Regions from separate parts of the Sus scrofa genome. Here region 1 is linked to region 2. The links are chromatin contacts, called in public HiChIP or PLAC-seq maps. All regions are on one chromosome and are shown on one strand. The core of a region is the stretch at or near the end of the contact, and the rest is flanking DNA. Distances in the headings are between cores, read along the strand shown. Region 1 has its middle 14 kb from the start of CHST14. Region 2 overlaps DNAJC17 (dnaJ homolog subfamily C member 17).

What was found. HiChIP or PLAC-seq counts read pairs in DNA pulled down with a chosen protein or histone mark.
Region 1: an H3K27ac HiChIP or PLAC-seq map of alveolar macrophages shows a contact between it and region 2. The contact joins two enhancer-like sites. A contact is called at or near these places in 1 of 5 promoter capture datasets (fetal liver) and 1 of 2 datasets of contacts at active chromatin or transcription factors (alveolar macrophages).

Annotation. Positions count from the first base shown.
Region 1 is chr1:130,831,107-130,835,342 of Sscrofa11.1, reverse strand. No RefSeq gene overlaps it. Among named protein-coding and RNA genes, the nearest start is that of CHST14, 14 kb to the left of the region's middle. Within about 2 kb of position 2,347, at least 2 of the 83 cell types and tissues checked have an H3K27ac peak or open chromatin away from gene starts, as enhancers often do. A contact at or near this core is called in alveolar macrophages, where this site is marked.
Region 2 is chr1:130,523,123-130,527,788 of Sscrofa11.1, reverse strand. The region is part of intron 1 of DNAJC17 (dnaJ homolog subfamily C member 17); the gene reads right to left. Among named protein-coding and RNA genes, the nearest start is that of ZFYVE19, 7.5 kb to the right of the region's middle. Within about 2 kb of position 1,893, at least 3 of the 83 cell types and tissues checked have an H3K27ac peak or open chromatin away from gene starts, as enhancers often do. A contact at or near this core is called in alveolar macrophages, where this site is marked.

The DNA.
Region 1 (4,236 bases), core at 1,098-3,597, 310 kb before region 2:
TTGCCTAGCAATCCCAGGGCATTTCAGCCCTTCCCAACCAGAGGGTGGGTAGAGAGGGCATCCATGTGACTGGCTGGGTGTCTCTGGCTCCACCTGGCCCCACTTCCTCATGACCAGTTGCCTAACAACCAAAGAGGTCATCGTGCTCTGTGTCATCACCCTCCTCCTCATAGGAGATGAGCAGAGTCTCTTGAGGACCTTTCCTCTGCACTTGGGAACCCCTTAGGTATACTCTAAAATGTGGGGCTCCACCCAGGGGAGGAGCTTCATTCCTGAGAGCTAAGTAAAGGGGAGGAGACACGCCTCAGCCTGCAGTGCATCTTCGAAAAGCATAAAAGAAGAGTGAGGAAGGAACCTCATCATGCCAGCACAGTTCAGCTTCTCATGGTATGGTGCCACAGAGGTTTAGAGATCTGCTGGCCAGGAGGGCTGGCTTTAGGTCCTGGCCAGTTGCTCTGTGAAGGGAGAGAGATGGATGGTCCATGTACCCAGGCAGCTCCTTAATCATCCTGTGGTTAATCTTGAATATGGGTGTCTAATTTTAACCATTTTATTTGGGAAAGATTTAGACCAGAGGCCCTTGTCAGGGATCCTTGGGACCCCTTAGAGGTTCGTGGACAAAATTCAAGAGGTTGGTAAACTTGGGGAAAAGTTGCATCTTTGTTTTCACTCACCTCTGCTGAAATATATGAAATGTTGTAAATTCATGGCTTTATGAAATATTAATAAAACTGGTGACTTTGTCATCTATGGAAATAAGATATTTTTAATATTACTTTACAGTTGTTGAAGATATCACAAACTATCAGTTATACTCATTGCTACCTAGAAATTATGAGTTATCAGACCTGCCACTAGATTCTTAATATATTATTCATAAAGAAGCATATATCAATACTCCATTTTTATTTTTTAATACTTTGATGACTAAATTTCAATGTAACTGGTTTCCTTTGCAATCCTATCATTGTTTAATGCAAAATATTTTTCTGAGGCTTCATCAGGCCACCAAAGAGAGCTCATGGTATAAAAAAAGGTGAGGGGATGGAGTGCCTTTTGGCATAGAGGGTTAGGGATCCGGTGTTGTCACTTTGGCTCGGGTTGCTGTTGTAGTGCAGGTTCAATTCCTGGCTCAGGGAACTTCCATACGCCATGGGTGTGGCCAAAAAAAAAAAAAAAAAAAAGGTTAAGAGCCTCAGGTTTAGGCTCTGGAAGGTTTTCTCAAACTGAGACCCAAGGACATACTCTGGGAAGTCTTCTAATTTTGAATGTTCAGTTTTGCTGCTAAACAAATTTTGTTTGTTTTTTTGCTTCTTAGGGCCATACCTGAAGCATATGGAGGTTCCCAGGCTAGGGGTCCAATCAGAGCTACAGCTGCTGGCCTACACCATAGCCACAGCAACACCAGATCCGAGTTAAGGCTTCCACCTACACCACAGCTCACAGCAACACCGGATCCTTAACCCACTGAGCGAGGCCAGGGATCGAACCTGAAACCTCATGGTTCCTAGTCAGATTCATTTCCATTGTGCCATGATGGTAGCTCCTAAACAAATGTTTATAATTTTGATGTATAATGTTCCCAATAGTTTGTACGATTACCTTATAATCCAGTACTGCTGTGTCATCTCAGTTTCCAAGTTTGCATTTACAACAGAGGTGGTGCAAGCAGCTCCACCAGAATTGTTCCATTCTGATTAGAAAAGAACAGAGACAAATTGAATATGTCAATGGTGACAGTACAAAACAACAAGAAGAAAAAAATCGTGTGGAAGTTGGTAGAAGGAAGTGCGCTAAACTCAAAGAACCTGCTTCCTTGTAGTTGGCACCCTCGTCAGGTGGCAGAATTCAGTGCAGCAACACGGTATCAATTATCACAGAAAATTAATGATTTTAGTTTGAATTGTTTTGAGTCATAAGTTTGTTTGAACTTGTAGTTCTGTCTGGGCTTTTACAGTAGTGTAATAAGTATTAGGATAAGTATCCTTAGCTTCATGTTTTATACTTCCTTCAAGAAGCTGGGTATGTTTTTCTTCTCCTTTAAGGGGACTCGTTCTTCAAGGGTGAGAAATATTGGGCTCTGGCCCTTACTCATAACTCTTCCGGTTTCCTTTTCTGGCTTACCCCTTTTTCTTTTCAAGAAAAACTGAGGGAGGGTCTCAAGCATTAGAATGACTTGATTTCAAAAGCTCCCCAGATACTGGATTAAACAGCAAATCACCTAGTAATTTCTGGAAATTTCAAGAGTGTGATTCCTTGGTTTGTACAAAGTCACTTCCCACATTGTGAGGACTGAAGCAAATCAGTGGTTTTATTCCGGCGAGTGCTTTGGATTGTTTGGCTTGCTCAAGATACAGCTTCCTCGTGATGTTAGCACTAATCATGGGGGTGGGGGAGGGGAGTCCTACTGTCACGAAGTCAAGGGGACAGGGCAGGCTGAAAAGTGACGTACATAAAATATCCCTCCTTTCCTAATCTACCTTGGAAGGTACTTAAGTCATGTGTCTCTTGTCCTATAGTTTAAAAATTATATTTTAGAGTCACTTCTAATATCATGTAGTCTTTCACTTTGGGGACTATTTTGCATATGAGTGCCAATTCAGATGTAAGCTTAAGTCATCCCATATCACCCATGAATGTTGGCAGTGGAAGAAATACCTTTCCTATAGTTTCAGTTCTGGACTGAAAAACCGGGGAAGAAACTCCATTTTCTTTTTGGCACAAATCAGAAAAACAGCTACTGTGCAGTTTCCTTGTTAACTGGACTAATACTGTTAATTCCGATTTAAGAAATTATCTGGGAGTCCCCATGTGTCTCAGAGGTAACAAACCAAACTGGTATCCATGAGGATTCGGGTTCAATCCCTGCCCTTGCTCAGTGAGTTAAGGATCCTGCGTTGCTGTGGCTCTGGCGTAGACCAGCCGCTGTAGCTCCAGTTTGTCCCCAGGAAGAAAAAAAAAAAAAATTAACCTGAATATTAGTTTGAGTAGAATTGTGATCTATATGCAATATTAACTAGATCGGAGAGCTTTTACATTTTCACATGCATACATAGGCTCTCCCTACCTTCCTCAACATCTCATAGTTATTGAACTTTATAAACTGGCATTGAAATATCACGACAATGTTTTCTTCGCCAATTTTATAAACTATGCGATGCAATACGTGTTATTTTTCAGAGACAAACCAGAGGTTAATTTCTCAAGGTTCTTGCTGTTTGTTTTAGCAGCATTTGATGGAGGATCTTTTATATACATTTGTAATAGATGAAAAATAAACCAGATTTCAAATTCCTTTCTTTCTTTTTTTTTTGTCTTTTGTCTTTTGTCTTTTTAGGTGCCGCACCCATGGCTTATGAAAGTTCCCAGGCTAGGGGTCTAATGAGAGCTACAGCTGCTGGCTGACACCACAGCTCACAGCAATGCCCAGATCCTTAACCCACTGAGTGAGGTCAGGGATTGAATCCGCAACCTCATGGTTTCTAGTCGATTCATTTCTGCTGCACCACATGGGAACTCCTTTTCTTTCTTTTTTAAAGCAAACCAGGTACCAAGCTTTTTTTGGACCAAATTTTGTAGGATAAGTTAAACTTAAATTGCATTCTATTAATCAACGTGAATGTATTTCTGTAAGTATAGTTATGTTGAAATTGTTTTAAAAAGCAAAAAAATCATATCTATATGTGTGTACGTGCATATATATACATATATATTTTAAAAGACAAATGTGTGTGTATATATATATATTTTTTTTTTTTTTTCTGTAATAGGGCCTAAAAATTTGAAAACTTACAAAGTGTCAAAGAGTTCAATTTAAAGTCTATCACAAAGGAGTTAAAAAAACGGTGATTAGGGTTCCTGTTGTGGCACAGCAGGTTATGAATCCGGCTGGTATCCATGAGGATGTGGGTTCCACACCTGGCCTCGATCAGTGGGTTAGGGATCTGGCATTGCCATGAGCTGCCTGCAGTGTAGGTTGCGTACATGGCTTGGATCTGGGGTTGCTGTGGCTGTGGCATAGGCCAGCAGCTGCAGCTCTGATTTGACCCCTAGCCTGGGAGTTTCCACATGCCACAGGTGCAGCCATGGAAAAAAAAAAAAAAAGGTGATTAACTTTGACCCTCTTGAGGATTAAATATCTGGTGTTTTTAAAAGGCGTGTAGCCCTTGTTGGACTCTGAGTCTCATTTATTCTGGCAATGTCATTCCCAGAAATAAAGAATCTCAGCTGTTCTCA
Region 2 (4,666 bases), core at 644-3,143:
GACAACAGTTACTAAATGAACAAACCATGCTGGTGAATCAGCTAGGAAGCCATTACAGGCCCAGTTCCAGGACTGAGAACAGTCAGTAATCTAGGTCTGGGCAGTAATTTCTCCCCAAGCCTGGGGAGGCAGACAGCTCCCCACCCCTGTACTAGCCACAATGCCAGAGGTTATGTGACTGCCTGATGTCATAGGCAGGAAGTAATCCACAGAGCTCTAAGCACTTACCTGGAAGTCCCCTCTACCTAAAAGATTGGCCACTTTCGTTCCCTACAGCTTGTGGTCCACACTGCAACAGCACTACAGAGAAATCCCCAAATTCCTGCAGAAACTGTGAGCAGGCAGGATGCCAGCCACCCCCGAGACCAGCACCCTCAGCTCAACATTCCTAAACGTGGGCCTGCTGGTAGTACCAAGATGACTCTGGGGGAACCCAGATCTTACACCAACATCTCTTGTAGTCGGGTAACCATGGCCCATGGCCCAGATTCGAGACAGAGACCTGCATAGCCTAGACCAACTGGGACCACGCATGGTGCCTGGGCTGCTTCTCCCCTTGTACTTCCCTTATGCGCCCTTTGGGATCTGGACCCCAAGCCCATCCCTGAGGTCACTATTCAGGTCCTCCCATTCCTTGGGCTCTGGCCTCTAGGTCCCCCTTTAGCCCTCCCAGTATCCCTTCTTGGGCCTTAACTCCTGCCCTGTCCTCCTCTCGACCCACTTCCCCAAACCAGCTACCCACCTAGAGCCCGGTCTACAGCCTGCCCCCCCCCACCCCGCCCCCGCCACCGCCTCAGATGCTTCCTGCTTTCTGGGTCTGCCTCTCTCTCCCACCCTTACCCTGAGCAGACTTGCATCACACTCAGACTTCAAAGTCCTTGCCTGCCTTCTTTCAGGTTGGAGATCCCACCCCTCAGATACCCTGGGTCTCGAAGCCCATCACCTCTCCCCACTGCCTGCTGTCACTCTCAAGCTCTGGAGACCTGGGTCCCTATACCCGAAGCCATTCTCTGCCGAGAGTGCAGAACTCTCTCTCTCTCTCTGGGCCCTGGTACTTCTTACATCATATATATGTATTTTTTTCCCCTTAATGCACTAGTGCCCTTTATAAACAAATTCATATTAGTAAAAACTAGTGAGTAGGTTTAAAGAAAAATAACTAAATTTAACAGTGCTCAGGAACAGCAAAAAATAGGGAAAGCAGCTACACAAACAGAGAATATTTTGAATTCTACCTTAGCTGAAATGAAAACTCCACTGCGGCATTTTTCACGGAAATTTAAACACACTTCCTCAAGCTGTCCAGGTCAGCTTAATACCCTTCGGGTTCGCCCAGGTCGTGCAACTTCATGCACGGAGTCAAAGCTCTATCTGTATCACTGATGGGAATGTGAGGCTCTCTGGGGCCTGCAGACCTGTCTCCTGTTGCCCTAATTGCTCCTGAGGTGTGGGTCATGGAAACAGCTCTGAAAGAAGAGTAGAAAATACAGGTTTGGGCAGGTGCTCTGCATTTACTAGCCACCTTATGCTGGGCAAATCAATTAAACCCTTTCAGCCTCAGTCTTCTCATCTATAAATTGGAGCTAATAGTCCTTGCATATCTCACAGGCTTGTTTTGAAGATCACATCAAATGAGCTAATTTATGTGAAAGCACTGTGGTGTCATATAAATGTGAGGTATTATCTTGAATGCTAATGAATAGCTTACAGCTTACAAACACAAATGAATCATTCCTTTTGACCTAACAGGCAGCCAAGTAACTTCAGAAATCCAGAGCCCCAGCCTGACAGCCAAACCCAGGAATGAGTTAACTATCAGAGAGAGACTGAGAGGACCTGGAGGCCTGGCTCCTGGTCCCACCCAGTGTTGGTCAGGCCCTTGATGAATGAACACATGACTGTCATGCCATCAAGTGAAACCAGGCTCAGTGCCCAACCTCAAAGTCTCAGTGCCTGCTCTGGAGGCAAGAAGCTTTGGGAAAGGCTCCCGCTAGAGACAGTGGACTGAGTCAGGCACACCTCAAACCCAGAAAGTGCCCCTAGATGCCCACAGAGTCAAGTCCAACCACCCCAGGGCCTAGAGGCCCAGAGATACCAAGTTTTTCAGATTCATCTCCTGCCATGTCCTCAACAAACCCTAGGCCATGCCCTGTTCCTTGTCATGCCAGACACTTTGCCTTCTACATCTTCATGCCATTCCTTCAAGCCCTTCTCCGTCCTCAAAAAAATCACCCTTCTTAAATCTGTAAGAAACAACATTGGTGTATCACATTCTATAGTATAACAAGAGTGGGGAGAGGTGAGGGGCCTCCAGATCCAGGGTATCTGACAGGTTTCTGTGATTTATATAAAGGTATTAGCTAGCAAAAAGGTAAATTAGACTCTTGCCTAAAAGCAATGATAAAATATAACCTGAAAAGGTCAATGTTAAGTCTCTATGGTAGTTTTCCTGAAAATACACCTAAAATTTGAGACTTTAGGAGTTCCTATCACAGTTTTCCTGATAAATACACTTAAAATTTGAGTCTTTAAGAGTGGCACAGCATAAACGAATCCGACTAAGAACCATGAGGTTGTGGGTTCAATCCCTGGCCTCAATCAGTGGGTTATGGATCCAGCATTGCTGTAGGTCTCAGACACAGCTTGGGTCTGGCGTTGCTGTGGCTGTGGCATAGGCTGGAAGCTATAGCTCCGATTAGACCCTTAGCGTGGGAACCTCCATATGCTGCGGGTGTAGCCCTAAAAAAACAGACAAAAAACAAAATCAACCAACAAACCAAAAAACTGAATGGCTTGGAGCTCTTCCTAGTGCTTCTCCCTAGTCTGATTGCACCCTAAACACAATCACCTGTAAACTAAAGATGAGGTGCCATGAGCACAACAGCCTGTGGGTTAAAGATTATAAGCACATGATGTTTTTTAGGAATTTTCCTAGTTTGCTCTAATCTCTGATAAATACGCCCTTTTCGCAAGTATTGTCATTCCAGGAAAAGTCAAGATGCCATAACCCAGGGGACCACCACCAGGATTATGCTGAGATCTCTTGACACCAGCTTTCATGACTAAGTTTCCCAGAGAGAAAGAATGCATGTTTGTCTCAACCCTGATTCTTATCTGGAACCCTTGTTTTGTTTTTTGTGTTTTTGTTTTTGTTTTTTTTTTTTTGGCCATGCCTGCAGCATGTGGAAATTCCCTGGTCAGGGATCAGACCTGAGCCACAGCAGGGTCCAAGATGCTGCAGTGACGCTGGATCCTTAACCCGCTGCACCACAAGGGAGCTCCTGAAACCCTGTTTTTCTTCACTTAGACTATAAAACTCCTTGCAATTCTTCCCCAAAAGAGGGCACAGTCTTTAGGGCATTAGCCTGCTGTGACCTCCTTTGCCTGGCAAAGCAATAAAAGCTATTCATTTCTCCTTCACCCAAAACTGTCTCTGAGTTTCTATTCGGCACCAGGGGACAGAGGCCAAATTTTGGAAACAAGGATAAACAAACCGTGTATATACATACAATGGAATATTATTCAGCCTTCAAAAGGAAGGAAATTCTAACATTCAACAAAATTGATGAATCCTGAAAACATTACATTAAATGAGATAAGGCAGGCACAAAAGGACAAATATTATATATTTGTATGTTCATTTATATGAGGTACATAAAATGTCAAGTTCATAGAAAAAAGTAGAATAGTAGTTAACAGGGCTGAGGGAAGAAGGGAATGAGGAATTAATATTTAATGGTATGTAACTTCAGTTTGGGATGATGGGAAAGTTCTGGAGATGGACAGCAGTGATGGTTGTATAACAATGTGAATGTACTTAATGCCACTGAATTATAGACTCAAAAAAGGGTTAAAAATGGAAATTTTTATGTTATAAATATTTTACCACAATTTAAAAAGGAATTACAGGCGGACTGGTGTGGCTGGAGCACAGACAGCAAGGGGAGAATGGCAGGGAATGTGCAGGAGAGGCAATGAGGGCAAGGGCCCCAGAGGACCTTCAGGCTGCATTCTAAGACTGAAGAGATGCCACCTGGGCAGGTGGGAGCAGAGGTGACACAATCGATTTACAATCTAAGGGCTCACTGGCTGCTGTGTGAAGAGGCTCGAGGAGGCAAGAACAGAAACCAGGAAAAGAATTGGAAGGCCACTGCAGTCCCCTAAATCCCTGAGGTTAGTTCAGAATCTTTTTAGGATCAACAAATGGCATTAATCCATGATCTATTCTTAATCTTGGTAGACTCTGGGGCCCTGCCCTGTCTGGTGAGTGGGAGAGGGAGGGAGAAAGAGAAAGGGAAAGGAGAGAGAGAGAGAGTGTGTGTGTGTGTGCGTGTGCTTGCACAGGCACACGTGCATCACCATATAGGAATCCAGGGTTTACTGCCTCAGATTCTAACAGGAGACTGAATTCCTGGGGTGTTATCCTCTCCCCAGGAGCACTTCTACACCGAACCCAGATCCTCAACTCAAGGCTTTCCTAAAAGAAAACAAGGCCTTGCCCTACCTGTCTCCTCTAGGGCTGGATGAGGAACACAAATGTTTACCTTTGGGACTTGCTGACTCCAAGTTCCCATGACACACGATCTTGTTTTTATTTTGTTTAGTTTGGTTAGTTGTTTGCTTCTATTGTAAAAATATATAACAAAAGATATACATTAACACAAAA